5 separate regions of the Mus musculus genome follow, and all the other regions are linked to region 1. The links are chromatin contacts, called in public HiChIP or PLAC-seq and promoter capture Hi-C maps. All regions are on one chromosome and are shown on one strand. The core of a region is the stretch at or near the end of the contact, and the rest is flanking DNA. Distances in the headings are between cores, read along the strand shown. Region 1 holds the start of Foxred2 (FAD-dependent oxidoreductase domain containing 2). Region 2 holds the start of Rbfox2 (RNA binding protein, fox-1 homolog (C. elegans) 2). Region 3 has its middle 10 kb from the start of Sstr3. Region 4 holds the start of Apol7a (apolipoprotein L 7a). Region 5 holds the start of Il2rb (interleukin 2 receptor, beta chain).

Region 1 (2,582 bases), core at 42-2,541:
ATTGCTAGATTTCCCCAAACATACTCAGCCACAGCTTTGTAAGGACGCACCTTAAAAAAGTTTTGCTTGGCACTGAACCCCATTGGGAGCAAGAAGTAGCCCCTTTCTCATTCTCTCCAATCTCGAGGCCAATTCGGCTGTGTCCTGAGGCTCCTTACCTGCACTGGTAAACCTGGCCCTTCTGGTCCGTCAGAATGAAGTAATGGCCGTTCCAGGCTTGTGGATCCTTGTCCAGGGTCACATGGGTGATGTTTGTGTTGTATAACACATGGAGCCCCAGGCGCCGCGCGAAGTCACCCAGGTAGCGCACCATGTCGCTGGCGTCGGGGAAGTAAGCCTGCGAGTAGTGTCTGAAGAGCAGGTGTGGGTCGTCGCTGAGCAGCGAGTTCCAGTCGTGGCGGAGGTTGAACTCGGCGTTGGCCTTGCCCGTGTGCCGCTTGTTGATGCTGATGAGCTTGCGGTGGCGCGGGTAGCGAGTGAAGAAGCTGCCAGGTGCGGACTCGCGTTCGAATACCTCGTAGTCCCTGCCGGCTCGATGCAGGAAGGCGGCCATCTGCAGGCCCGCAGGACCGGCGCCCAGGACGCAGTAGTCCCGGTGCGGACGGGAACACACTGCCAGGTGCAAGGCTAGGGCCACCAGCAGCCCCGAGGGACCCATCCTGCAGCACAGTAGAGGAGAGGCCTCGCACCTCGTGGCTGGCAGCTGGTGACAGCCGGCTTTCCCGAGGAACGAGAAACCAGGCGCTTGAGCCTCCCAGGGATCTGGAGCGGGGCTAGTACTGAACCCCGGGACCTAGGGGCTCATCTATCCCGTCTCCATCTCTTTCAGGTAGGATCAAGGGCCCACAGGAATTCTGAATCCCCAGCTCATCTCCATAGTCCACTTTCCTAGGGTGTCAGACTCCCTTATTGTCATGGTAATTTCCACCCCAAAGGAGAGGCAGTTTCCCCAATTTCCACTCATTTTGGATGTGCCCTGCATTTTGGGAGGAGGTCTTCCCAGGTGGACCCTTCAGAGGTTCTGGTTGGTCTACCCACCTTTCACCCTGGGGGTGGGGGTACGGGACCCTGAAGGAGGTGTGGCTTCTAAGGCCCCGCCCCAGCCCCCCGGATCACGTGAGGATGCCCCAGCACACCTGCCGCGGTCTCCGCTATCCCGCACTGCTTCTGGCGCGTGCGCGGTCCCCAGGCTGAGCTTCCGACCCGCACGCTGCCGCCACCGGTAGCCCAGCGATGCTCCCACGACAGGCTGCAGTGGAGGGAAGCTACGGCTGACTCGCGCCACAGCGGCCACGCCCCTCCCCACTCCGGGCCAATAGCAGGGGGCGGGTCACGTGTGCCACGCGCAGCACGCCGGGACTGGTGGGGCGGCCGGGGCGCGAGTGGCGCACACGTGCTGTGAGCGCTGTTTCTGAGGGTAGAGGTGCCTTGGGGAACAGCAGGTCCATGATGGGACGCCTGGCCCTTCCTTTTGATTTGTACTAATCCTTGTGCCAGAAGATGAGAGATTTTTGGAGAAAACCTTGCCATTTATATCCCTTTATTACTGTAGAAGACTGAACCTAATTGGCCAGTCAATTTTGTGGGACTGAGGAGAGGCCAAGACAGATGAACCAATTATTGTCTTAGAGTCTTGATCGTTCAGTTGTACGAAGGGTGGCCAAGGGAAGCGATTCCCAGCACTTTGTAACTGACTCGTCAATACAAAGTGACAAGGTTTGCATAAAACAAAGATAAAGCTAAGTGGGTTTTGAGACAGCATAGTGGCTCACTCTTGTATGTCCAGCAATCGTGAGACTGAGACAAGAGGACTGTGTGAAATCCTGCTTCAAACTCCCCAACCCAGAGGCTCAAACTGCAATTCTGTGTAGGAAGGAGGATTTGAATATTCAGGCTAGCTCCCTAGACCAAGTTACTCACCTGGCTAATTAGAATACTGTGTGCCTTTTGGAGGAAAGGATAGCGACCTTCACAAGGCGATGCAGAAGCTGAGGGTTCTTAGGAAAAACATCTGGGAAGGACTTTACCAGCTTTGCGTGACTGTAGCTGCTTCCCATTAAAAAGGAGCCTTGCTCCTGGAAGCCTAATCGGAACCCCGCCCACTTGCAGCTTCCCTCATTTGCCCTTAGAAATTTACGTTTATGATTTTCCTGGTGAAAGAAAGCACACCCGGAATGCTGGTGTTTTCTTTAGAGCCTGCACTAAAGAAATCCGCCCTGGGGGCAGACATAAACTTTAGTTTATTGTCATTGTGGAGACCTCAGCCCACAGGTTTAGTTTGGAGCTATCCTGGGTAGACAAGGTATCTCACCGAAAATAAAGCCGAGCATTTCATAGATACTGTGGAGAGGATGGGCAGGCACCAAAAGGAACTAGAAAGTTGGTCTGCCTTTGGTGATGGAAATGGAATGATCAGGAGCCCCACGCCTGGCTAAGGTGCAGGATTCCCAGCCATTGATCTACAGCCCACAGCGCAGGGCTACAGGAGCTTCTTGTAGGTGGATTGGACCAAGGGATCTGGATTCTGGGCCACTCCTGAAGCCCAAGACATTTGTCACACTATTTTATGTTGTTTGCACTCT
Region 2 (2,582 bases), core at 55-2,554, 650 kb before region 1:
CTAAGGAGTTTACTCCGCATCCTACGAACGTAGGATGCAATGGGTAAAGCACAGGCGGGATCTGCCTGGTGTCTCTCTCCAGACTTAATAACATGCTGCACAAAACTGAGACAGAGCATCACACTACCAAACTCCGCGGACTTCTCAAGACTGCTCGAGTAACTGATTGAACCCACAAGCTAAGCCACATCCCCTTTCGGGCTCGCTCTCTCTCCAGGAGTTGGCTGGCTTTTCAGTCTGTTCTCCACATGCCGTTCCCCCTTTCCTCATCCCAGTGTAAACCAAAAGGCGCCCTTCTTCTCCGGAGCTTTCCCACCACCAGCTTCCCTCGCTCTCAGCTCGGCCCAACAGCTCTCCTCTGGACAAATCGACCCAAGAACCCTCAACTTCTCAACAAACTGAGCACAGGCTTAAGAAATGGACTGCATCCCGATCCTGTTCAATCCCAACTCCAAAAGGAAAAAAAAAAAAATCCCACTCCCTCGCGCTGCCTCCGGGGCCCCTCCAGCCCCTGCACCCGGCCCCAAGCCCACTCTCCAGCCAGGCCCACCCGGCGCCCGGAGGCCCGAGCCCGCCGCGGCCCTCCGTAACCGGGCGCCCGTCCCGCGCGGTCACCTGCATCCCGCCGTCGGCCGCCTCCTCTGTGCGTGGCCGCTTGCTCAGGCCGGGCTCGGGTCCGTCTGCCCCCGCTCCGGGCACCGGCAACTCCACCTCCGACTCCCGCTTCATGCCCCGGGCGGCAGCGCCGGGCCCGAGCTGAGGCGGCTGCTGCTGCGCCTGGCCGCCTTCCGCCATCCGCCCGCGCCCCCTTCGCCACCGGGAGCCGGGCGACCCGCGACAGGCCACCTCCCCCTGGGCCTCGGTGCCGACAGTCGCGACAGGCGGGCGCGCGCCGGCCCCGCCCCCCGCGTGCGTGTGTGCGTGCGCGTCGGTCCGGAGCCCGGCTTCGGCTTCGGCTTCACTACCGCTCCGACTCAGGTTATGGCTCCGGCTTCGGCTTCGGCCCCGGCTCCGGCTTCTGCTCCGGCTTCGCGCCGGCCGCTCGCTCGCTCTCTCACTCGCACGCGCGTGCGCCGATCCCTCGGTCCCTTGGTCCTTCAGTCCCGCGCTCCCTCACCACTCGCCAGCCGTGCGGGGAAGGGGACGGCCTGGGCTCCCAGCTTGGGGAGGGCTGTTTATTTGGGAGGAGGAGGAGCGCGAGGCCGCAGCGAGCTGACTGGTCGGGATCCTCCGTCCCGCCACTGTGGCAGCGCCGGGAAGGCGGGGAGAGAGAAAGGAGAGAAGGAGGGAGGAACCTGGATGTGTGGGACTCGGGCCGCCCGCGCGAGAGGAGGCTGTAGTGAGGGGGCGTGGCTACGCCCCTCGGCAATCTCCGTCGCCTCCGCGCGGGCCGCCCGCGGGAGGCCGGGAAGGACTCGGAAAAGCTCGGGAAGCTCGGGGATGCTCTGGGAAGCATGGAGAGAGAAGGGGCCGCCTCTTTTAAGGCGGTGGCCGGGGGGCGGAGCTTGAAGGGCAGGAGTTCGGGGGAGCAACTTGGACTAGTTGCACTAGTGAGAAGTGATGACCTGATCTCTCTCATCTGGCTTCCTGGGATTTAGGGAAGCAGAGGGGCGCTCTGCGAGAGGAAGGTCCCTTTGCCTCCTTCCTCTCCAGCCCAAGACCTGGGAAGTCCAGGAGTGATGGCTCCCATATAAACTTTTCTGAGAAATGGTGCTATGAAGCGAATAATTGCATCTCTAATGATGTCAATATTTCTGATGTTGCCAGGCATGGCGGTGGTGCACACCTTTAGTCCTAGGAAGTAGGAAGCAAAGACAGGAGTATCTCTGAGTTCGAAGCCAACCTGGTCTATCTGCATAGTGAGTTCCAGGATAGCCCTACACAGAAAAACTGTCTCTAATAATAGTAATAAATAACGCCTGGTGTTTTTTTAAGAGCTTTACGTTTACATAGGGCATTTACGGAACCATTTTGAGCCTGACAGTAGAAAACATGGTTTTAATCCAATGGATGGACCTGAATTTGTTCAAGTCCTGAAGCAGAAATATGTGGCCAGTCAAGATGGCAATCTCTTGGTTTTACTCCTTGCTGCCTGAATAGCCCTTCCTAGCTTATCAGCTTTGTGCAGTTAGGTCTGTCCGGTAGGTTTTCTCCACCTGATTGTAAATAGAAACTGCTTCTGCCTCTCAGGGTTCCATACTGTGACATGGAAAGGGATATTGTGCAATAACCTAGCTTCTAGCCTTACCCTTGCTTGCTACTTTAAACAAGTGAGTTTTTCTCTTTGGATCCCAACTGCAGTATCTGAAATAATCCTTTGGATCAGTGGTTCCCAGCCAAGAAAAAGTTTCAGACCCTTTCAGCATCTCCCACTTCCGTATTTGTCATATGGTAAATTTTGTTCTTCACAAATGGAGACTATACTGGCATTTACTGAATAGAAGCTTTGAATGTTATTCAGAACTCTACAGTGCAGAGAACAATCCCTGCAAGAGAGACTTGTCCAAACCAGAATGCCAATAGTTCAGAGATTGAGAAACCCCAGGTCAGGTGATGTCTAAGGTTACTTGCAACCAGTCTGT
Region 3 (2,582 bases), core at 55-2,554, 600 kb after region 1:
CTGCCTCAGAAAACAAAAAACAACAACAACAATAACAAAAACAACAAAAGAAGCCAAGACCTTGTATCTGACCAGTAGGAAAAAGTACTTCAAGGCCATCTCAAGAATTGGTCAGACCTCAGCCATTGGCAGTGTCTATACTGTTAATGTAATCTTCTAAAAGACTTTCCCAGAATTCCTTTCACCATGCTCATCAGCCACAGTCATGGTCCACAGAGACAGTGGCAGACCTTCTGTCGTTCATACGACGCTGGTTTTGCAGCCACAAAGAGTGGAAGGGTTGTAAGATCACGGAGGCAACCACGCAGATTCCAAAGAAAATCCTGGGAGGCTGGGGACGGGGTTGTGTCTGGGTCAGCCCCAAGAGTCCCCTCTTGTGTGAAACTGGGGAGAAAGGTGAAGATGCTGTGGAGACCAGGCCAAGCTGGAGATGCCAGAGACTTGGAAGAGCTGCCAAGGGAAACCATGAGCAGTGAGCAGAGCCAACCCAGGAAAGAGGCAGTGTGCATTAGAGCCAGCAAGGCCAGAGCAGTGAGATATGTGCCAGGACGTTCACATCATGACACCGTGTGCCCCAGATGCAAAACATGATATACAGGATTTGACATTTGACCTGTTGGGTCTTTGGCCTCACATCTTTCTGTTCTCCTGCTTAACCATGAGCTTTTCTACCAGTGCCTAAATTCCAGAAATAGACTCTGAGACTGAATTACTTCTTCTTCTTCTTTTTTTCCAAATGCAGATTAGCAGCATAGCTTTATTTTCTTCAGCAACAAACATTGAAGCACCAGACTAAATGGCCCCTAAGTGCCTGAGGATCAAGTCAGGAAAAAAATATTAGGCCCCCACATTTATGCAGTAGTTACTATTTCTAGAATCTTTTCCCTAGGGAAAAATATATTGCTTAGGAGGAGATGGAAATAAGGTCAGACATGGGTCCCCAGCCAGACTTAATGGGAAACCGGGGGCCCAAAAAGCTGTATGGTGTTTACCACTAGGGAAAGCTGGTCAAGAAAGTTGATGATGGAAATTCGGAGGAGTCGAGAATCTTCCGCGATCCAGCGTACCTCCAGCAGGCAGCCGCTCACTTTAAGCTCCTTCCCTACCAGTCCTCGGTGTGGTTCGACATCTGGAACTAGGGACCCACAGGCGATTTCTGCCTCCAAAGAGGTCGGGAAAGGCACGAAGAGGGCAAATCTACGATATCGGCTTCCAGGCCTTTGGGTTAAAGGCACGATGCTTTTGCTGGGATTTCGGGAGGCTTCCAGTGCTCTTCCAACAGGGTGCGCTCCACTGGGAATAACTGCCTTTGTGCCTGCATTACCAGGACAGCAGCGGCTAGTCGGACCGTAGGCGCCATCTGCAGTGTGGCTTAAACCTGTGTGTGCTGTCTGCATTTCTGCTGCTGTTCCTCCTTCCAACCCACCTTCACGTTACCAGCCCGCCGCCTCCGCCATTGCTGCGGCCCAGAACCCACCTTCGGAATTACTTCTTGAATTAATAAATGGCTAAGCCACAAGCTTGGGCTTGTTCCCCGACTAACTCGTAACTCAATTAACTGTTTATTCTATTTCATGAGTGCCACACGGCTGGCTACCTCTTCTCAGTTTCATAAATCTGTCTCCTCCGAGTTCAGGCAAATATCCTCCCACAGCAGACTCTATCCCAGAATCCTCTCTTCCTGCCAAGACTCCCACCTCCTACTTCCTGTCTAAGCTAATAGGCCAGTAGCTTTTTATTGACAGGTGATGCTCCCACCCAGTGCACGAAAGAGTCTCTCTACACCCTGTTCAACCCAAAAGAATAAGAGTGTTTACTGTGTGGTGTTATATACTTTTGAGTTTGTCAATTTGCCTGGACTCTCAGTTTCAGTTTGAACTTTTGATCAATATTAAAATTGTTGAGACGTTTGGAGAAAACCTCAGTGCAGTCCGGGGTATGAACAGGGCAGCCGTGTTGAGTAGACTGGTCGTCTTCTGCAACCGTCTTTATTTGGAGATTAAGTGTGATCTAAGGAAATGCATTAGGTGTCAAACTGACATGGGCTGGGACTGCAAAGGTGAATCTCAATTATCAAGTTGATTGAATTGAGAGACACCTAGGAAATTCATAAAGAACAGCCTGAGTGTGATCATTTCCAGAAACGACTAGATAATGGAGCCTCTGAGTTAACCACTGATTTAACCCCCCGAGAGTCTAATTTCAGACAGACTGTTGGGAAGTGGAACTGCGGAACGTACGGCGCAGGTCACTCAGACCGTGGTTCGGAAGGGTAAACCTTGGTCCTGGCTCTTTGTTCTTTATCCGTTTGCTGGCAGATTACAGAGATGAGCAAGCTCTGCTCCACCATGTCCTTCCTACATGGTGTTCCAGCCTCGCTACTGGCCTAAAAGGGAAGAATTGACCAACCACCAACCAAAGCCTTGGAAACAAGCCAAAGCAAATCTTTCTTCCCTTAAATGCTATATCTTGGCTAACTTGTCCCTGTGGAGGGATTACCAAGTAAGATCGAATTCACATCTTCCAAACCCAGTGTGGCTCTTCACCCTGGCTTTCTTGAAGCAGGCTCAGAAGGTTAACTG
Region 4 (2,582 bases), core at 53-2,552, 560 kb before region 1:
TGCTATTTGTATAAGTAGATAACTGGGTTAAAGGACGTTCACATCTAAACACAGGCCGTGTGTGAGAGTGTTCACTCCTTGTTCTCACCAGTGATCAGGTGATTTTGCAGAGGGGTGGACCTCATAAAAACAGAAACAGAAACTGCACTGAGATTGCCTTGGGAGCTAAGGAAGAAGGAAAGAAACTGCGGTTAGCAGTATAGGGAAAAGGCGCCAGCCCCTCCTCCTGGGACCTGACTAAACGGAGAATGAATGTACGTGTTGCTATGGTGAGAGCTGAAGACAGTGGTGACTCAGTCTCAGAACCACTCTCCACCCTTCTAACCCATAACTCCCTTTTCTTGCCAAAGCTCTCCAAGTGTCCATGTAGCCTCGTCTGGCCTCACACGCACTGTGTAGGTTGAGAGAATCTTGAACTCCTAATCTTAGGCCTGCACCACCCAAGTGCCAGGATAGCAGCCGTGTCCCCCGACCCCCACCCCCTCGCTCAAGCTTTCCCATACTCACATGAAGTCAAAAGATGATAGGAAGAGAATCTTTTAAGAAACGGAAGAACAGGTCAGAGTCTGAGACATGGCATGTGTTCTGAAGTCCCCTCCCCAAAGGGAAACCAAAGTCAGCTCCTGAGGCCCAGACTCCTGTTCAATGCTGCTAACAGGGACTTGGGACTTTAGGGGACAGGGGTGGAGTCATCTCATCAGTAAAAAAAAGAAAATCATATAAATACAAAGATGCACTTTAAAGCTCACCCAGTGGCCAAAGAATTTACATGTTGGGAAGATGTCTATTGATCCTGCTCTTGGGGCACATCTCTGCTGTAGCTGTCAGGTTGCAGGATGTGGAGTTTTATAGGACAGTCACAACACCCTGCCAGGCCTGTCGGATGCCCAGGTGGGGCCACACATCCATATCTCAAGCAGGCAGCAGAGTGAGCAGAGGAAACCTTGTGCAGGGGTCTGAGGCGAAGCTCAGACTAGCTCGCTTGTAAGGCCAGAGTGGGGTAGGGGGAACTGACCATCTGTCCTCATCAGGGTTCTCTAGAGCAACAGAGCTTACAGAAGGCGCCTCTCTCTGTATATAGAATCTCTGTATATAGAGTTAATATAGATTCATGAATTAGAATGACTCACAGACTCTGGTTTAGCTAGTCCAACAAAGGCTGTCTACGCATGGCAGGTTGGAGACTCCCGTAGCTGCTCAGTCCACAGGGCTGGATGTCTCAGCTGGTTTTTAGTACACTCTGGAATCCTAGTGCCATTGTAGAAACGGACTTGCTAGTGAGGTGCGGCAAGCCGGCAAGAGCAAAAGCTTCCTTCTTCCAGTCTTTATGTAAGCTTCCAGCAGGTGTGGCCCAGATTAGAGGCTGGCCTTACCTTCTCAGTTGGTCTGTCCTAACAGCCATCATAGCACCGAAACAGAGTCCACAGCACACATGGGTGCTGCGCCACCTAGAGGCAAAAACTGTTAGGACACAAAAACTTTTGGAAATGTGTGTAATGAACTTTGAAATACACAGCTGTATGGAGCTAAGTGTGATCGGGAACTGTGTGCGTGCCTGCGTATAGGTTCACTGTGTTAGCATGTTGTTTAAACTGGTTCAAGGAATACCGAATGGCTGAGAAGCACCTGAAAAAATGTTCAACATCCTTAATCATCAGGGAAATGCAAATCAAAACAACCCTGAGATTCCACCTCACACCAGTCAGAATGGCTAAGATCAAAAATTCAGGTGACAGCAGATGCTGGCGAGGATGTGAAGAAAGAGGAACACTCCTCCATTGTTGGTGGAATTGCAAGCTTGTACAACCACTCTGGAAATCAGTCTGGCGGTTCCTCAGAAAATTGGACATAGTACTACTGGAGGATCCCGAAATACCTCTCCTGGGCATATATCCAGAAGATGTTCCAACCGGTAAGAAGGACACATGCTCTTCTATGTTCATAGCAGCCTTATTTATAATAGCCAGAAGCTGGAAAGAACCCAGATGCCCCTCAACAGAGGAATGGATACAGAAAATGTGGTACATTTATACAATGGAATACTACTCAGCTATTAAAAAGAATAAATTTATGAAATTCCTAGGCAAATGGATGGACCTAGAGGGCATCATCCTGAGTGAGGTAACCCAATCACAAAGGAACTCACACAATATGTACTCACTGATAAGTGGATATTAGCCCAGAAACTTAGGATACCCAAGATATAAGATACAATTTGCTAAATGCATGAAACTCAAGAACAACGAAGACCAAAGTGTGGACACTTTGCCCCTTCTTAGAATTGGGAACAAAACACCCATGGAAGGAGTTACAGAGACAAAGTTTGGAGCTGTGACAAAAGGATGGACCATCTAGAGACTGCCATATCTGGGGATCCATCCCATAATCAGCTTCCAAACGCTGACACCATTGCATACACTAGCAAGATTTTGTTGAAAGGACCCATATATAGCTGTCTCTTCTGAGACTATGCCAGGGCCTAGCAAACACAGAAGTGGATGCTCACAGTCAGCTATTGGATGGATCACAGGGCCCCCAATGGAGGAGCTAGAGAAAGTACCCAAGGAGCTAAAGGGGTCTGC
Region 5 (2,582 bases), core at 52-2,551, 540 kb after region 1:
TCTAACTGGGTCACCTGATTTCCAGTACAGTGGTGATGCTGACGGAGGAGGAGGGTCAGCCATGAGTGACAGTCGTGTCACACTCCCTGCGTCAGACTGACCCACACATGTCACAGAGAGGTCTCACAGCACAAGAGCAGGTTCTGTGACTGACTGCTCCTTCCCTATGGGAAGATCAGGGCCTAAAGCAGCCTGTTTCCCAGGATAAAGGTTCCAGTGCTGGGGCAGTCCAAGGCCTCACAGGTCTGTGAGGTACAGGGTCGACTGAGGGAGGACGGACGGCAAGCAAGAGCTTGTCTGTCAGATCTGGTGGCCTTTGACCTCAGAGATCCTTTCTCTGGCCACCTCTCCAGAGACACACACATTCACAAAGACACACACACACACACACACACACACACACACACCACTGTTCACCTCTTGCTGTTCAGTTCAGCTGAGGAGTGTGTGAAAGAAAGGGGACCTTCAAAGGTAGTTCTGCCTTCCTCAGCCACCCACCTTGGCCCTGAAGTACTGTAAACACAGCTAACGGTGGGAAGCTCCTACCTCAGGCAGCCTCGGAGACGGAGCCCCATGCCTGGCGATGTCCTTAACCTCTCTAGCCACTCGGTAATGTCAGAGACAAATCTAAGCTAGAACTCTACCTCTGACCTCCAGCCTAGGGCCCTCAGAAACCTGTCAATCAACATAGCTGACTGGACAGCCAGGTCCCAGGGGGAGATTCCTTCTCTCTTTCTCACTAAGGAGAATTCTCCAGGCTGAGATGAACTCCACAGGCGTCAGCGTTGAATCCCACCTGTCCCATACACGCCATGCCACCTCCCAATACTGACGAGCTACAAATCTTTTCCTCCACCCTTCTGGGCTAAGACATCCCCACACAGGATCCAGGGAAGTCCCTCCTAGCGAAAATGGCACACAGCTTCCCACAGAGTAGACTGGGAAGAAGCCACTGTGCCCTGACATTGGAAGGGGTTTATTCTTAAAGGAGAAACCATGACAGCCAGGCTACCCCCTTCCCCAGGGAATCCTAAGACAAGGTTAATCATCAAAGCCCAGATACAAACTACAAAGGGAACCAAGTTAGAGATGAGCGCCCCCTCCCAGCTCCCTGTCCCTTGGGAGGACCAGCAAGAGGTAGTGGGGTGCCCAGGGCTCCCAGGGGACCACACAGGGGCATCACCTGGCTGCAACATGGAGTTGTGTCGAGATGTTCCCTGCAGTCCTGCTGGAGGTTGGGTCCACGGCCATCTCCTGCTCCGCAGCTTAGGTAGCAGACAACAGCTAGGCCAGCAACAGACTGAAACCCAAGGCGAGCCCACTTCCTGTATAGAGGATGAGGGGCAAGGCCCAATGGGAGGTGGAGAGATGGGGGGTGATGAGGTAGCCTGAAACTCCACACACACCTAGCACTGATAAGATCTCCTCCTACGCCCAGGGGCAGCCACTGAATGTGGTGGCACACACGCTCACACAGTTACTGTGGTACAGGGACCTAGCTATGCACAGAACCTGAGGGGGCAGGCCCTTCTTTGCCTACTCTTCCCCGCTACATCTCACACATGCCACCCTAACACCATCGACTTCTGCTCACGCATGAGCACACACGCGCATGCACACACACACACACACACACACACACACACACACACACACATACATATGCTCACACCCTAACACCAAAGCCACCCACAGACACATCATCCCTCTAGGACCTAGAGTCTAGGTGTCCTCTTTGCTGATCTCCATTTTAGCCATCCCCCAGCCCCCGCTACATGCTGCCCTTTACTTCAGTCTCTGAGATGCCCTTTATTTAGGCTAGCATTCAAAGGTGACTGACTGGTTTTAAGGCTTGATAAGCAGTTTGATGGCCAATGAGTGGCCCTCCTATCACTTTCTTCCTTTCCGAGTTGTAAGTTCTAATCCTTCCTCTCTCGGTGAGATAGGGTGGCAGGGTTCAGTTCACGGCTTTTATTTTTAACAATGAAGTCACGAATTTCTCCGTAAATGAATGGGTGTTTATTTACATATTGTATCACAGGACCAGGGACTCCCCGTTTCTATCTCCCCTTCATCTTGGTTTTAATGCCAGGCTTGGGGAAATATGACAAGCTTCTGCCCTCTTGTGAAAAGAAGGGAGTTGTAAGAATTCTGTTCTCTGGACATAACAGCCATTACCATCTTCATCGGGGCAGCTGTAACTGCCACAAGAGAGCCACACGATTGGACCTGCTGATGTTCATCCCCTCACAAGAAGGGAAGAGAAGTAACAGGAACCCCTCCCCTGAGGTCCAGCTTTAGCGATGTGTAACTGAACTCAGGGGTACTTACACACTAGAGAGGATAGGTTAGCCAAAGAAGAAGTGACTCCATCTATACAACTATGGGGATGCCATCATCCATGCTCAGCTGTGACTTCCCAGTAACATAGTTGCTTGGGGGGGTGGTCACCCAAACTGATGTAAGCAACCCCTTACTCCATAAATGTGCACAAGAAACTCACTAGCTCACCAAGCTAGACTTCAGTGGAGCTGTTTCTTGCTCTGTCGTTGGTGCCCTGTCTGGGATATGGAGGGACGTAT

Evidence for each region. Promoter capture Hi-C pulls out the DNA fragments that hold promoters and counts their contacts. HiChIP or PLAC-seq counts read pairs in DNA pulled down with a chosen protein or histone mark.
Region 2: a contact with region 1 is called in a FOXA1 HiChIP or PLAC-seq map of pancreatic cancer cells. The contact joins the promoter of Rbfox2 here to the promoter of Foxred2 in region 1. A contact is called at or near these places in 1 of 39 promoter capture datasets (cranial neural crest) and 1 of 115 datasets of contacts at active chromatin or transcription factors (pancreatic cancer cells).
Region 3: an H3K27ac HiChIP or PLAC-seq map of embryonic stem cells shows a contact between it and region 1, with 2.6 times the contacts expected there. The contact joins the enhancer-like site here to the promoter of Foxred2 in region 1. A contact is called at or near these places in 14 of 39 promoter capture datasets (the 3T3-L1 cell line, 3T3-L1-derived adipocytes, the C10 cell line and 8 more), 3 of 115 datasets of contacts at active chromatin or transcription factors (effector CD8 T cells, embryonic stem cells and forebrain) and 2 of 9 other capture datasets (adipose tissue and embryonic stem cells).
Region 4: a contact with region 1 is called in a promoter capture Hi-C map of embryonic stem cells, with 2.3 times the contacts expected there. The contact joins the promoter of Apol7a here to the promoter of Foxred2 in region 1.
Region 5: a contact with region 1 is called in a promoter capture Hi-C map of the C10 cell line. The contact joins the promoter of Il2rb here to the promoter of Foxred2 in region 1.

The regions. Positions count from the first base shown.
Region 1 is chr15:77,955,431-77,958,012 of GRCm38.p6, forward strand. Foxred2 (FAD-dependent oxidoreductase domain containing 2) reads right to left here and starts at 1,292. Exons shown (of 9, transcript NM_001017983.2): 1 at 1,137-1,292; 2 at 159-659. The coding sequence starts at 658.
Region 2 is chr15:77,305,749-77,308,330 of GRCm38.p6, forward strand. Rbfox2 (RNA binding protein, fox-1 homolog (C. elegans) 2) reads right to left here and starts at 1,305. Exons shown (of 14, transcript NM_053104.6): 1 at 616-1,305. The coding sequence starts at 795.
Region 3 is chr15:78,553,452-78,556,033 of GRCm38.p6, forward strand. It overlaps the pseudogene Gm6723. Among named protein-coding and RNA genes, the nearest start is that of Sstr3, 10 kb to the left of the region's middle. Within about 2 kb of position 1,305, at least 29 of the 459 cell types and tissues checked have an H3K27ac peak or open chromatin away from gene starts, as enhancers often do. A contact at or near this core is called in adipose tissue and embryonic stem cells, where this site is marked.
Region 4 is chr15:77,397,808-77,400,389 of GRCm38.p6, forward strand. Apol7a (apolipoprotein L 7a) reads right to left here and starts at 1,303. Exons shown (of 5, transcript NM_001164640.1): 1 at 1,131-1,303.
Region 5 is chr15:78,493,765-78,496,346 of GRCm38.p6, forward strand. It overlaps Il2rb (interleukin 2 receptor, beta chain), which reads right to left and starts at 1,302. Exons shown (of 10, transcript NM_008368.4): 1 at 1,184-1,302.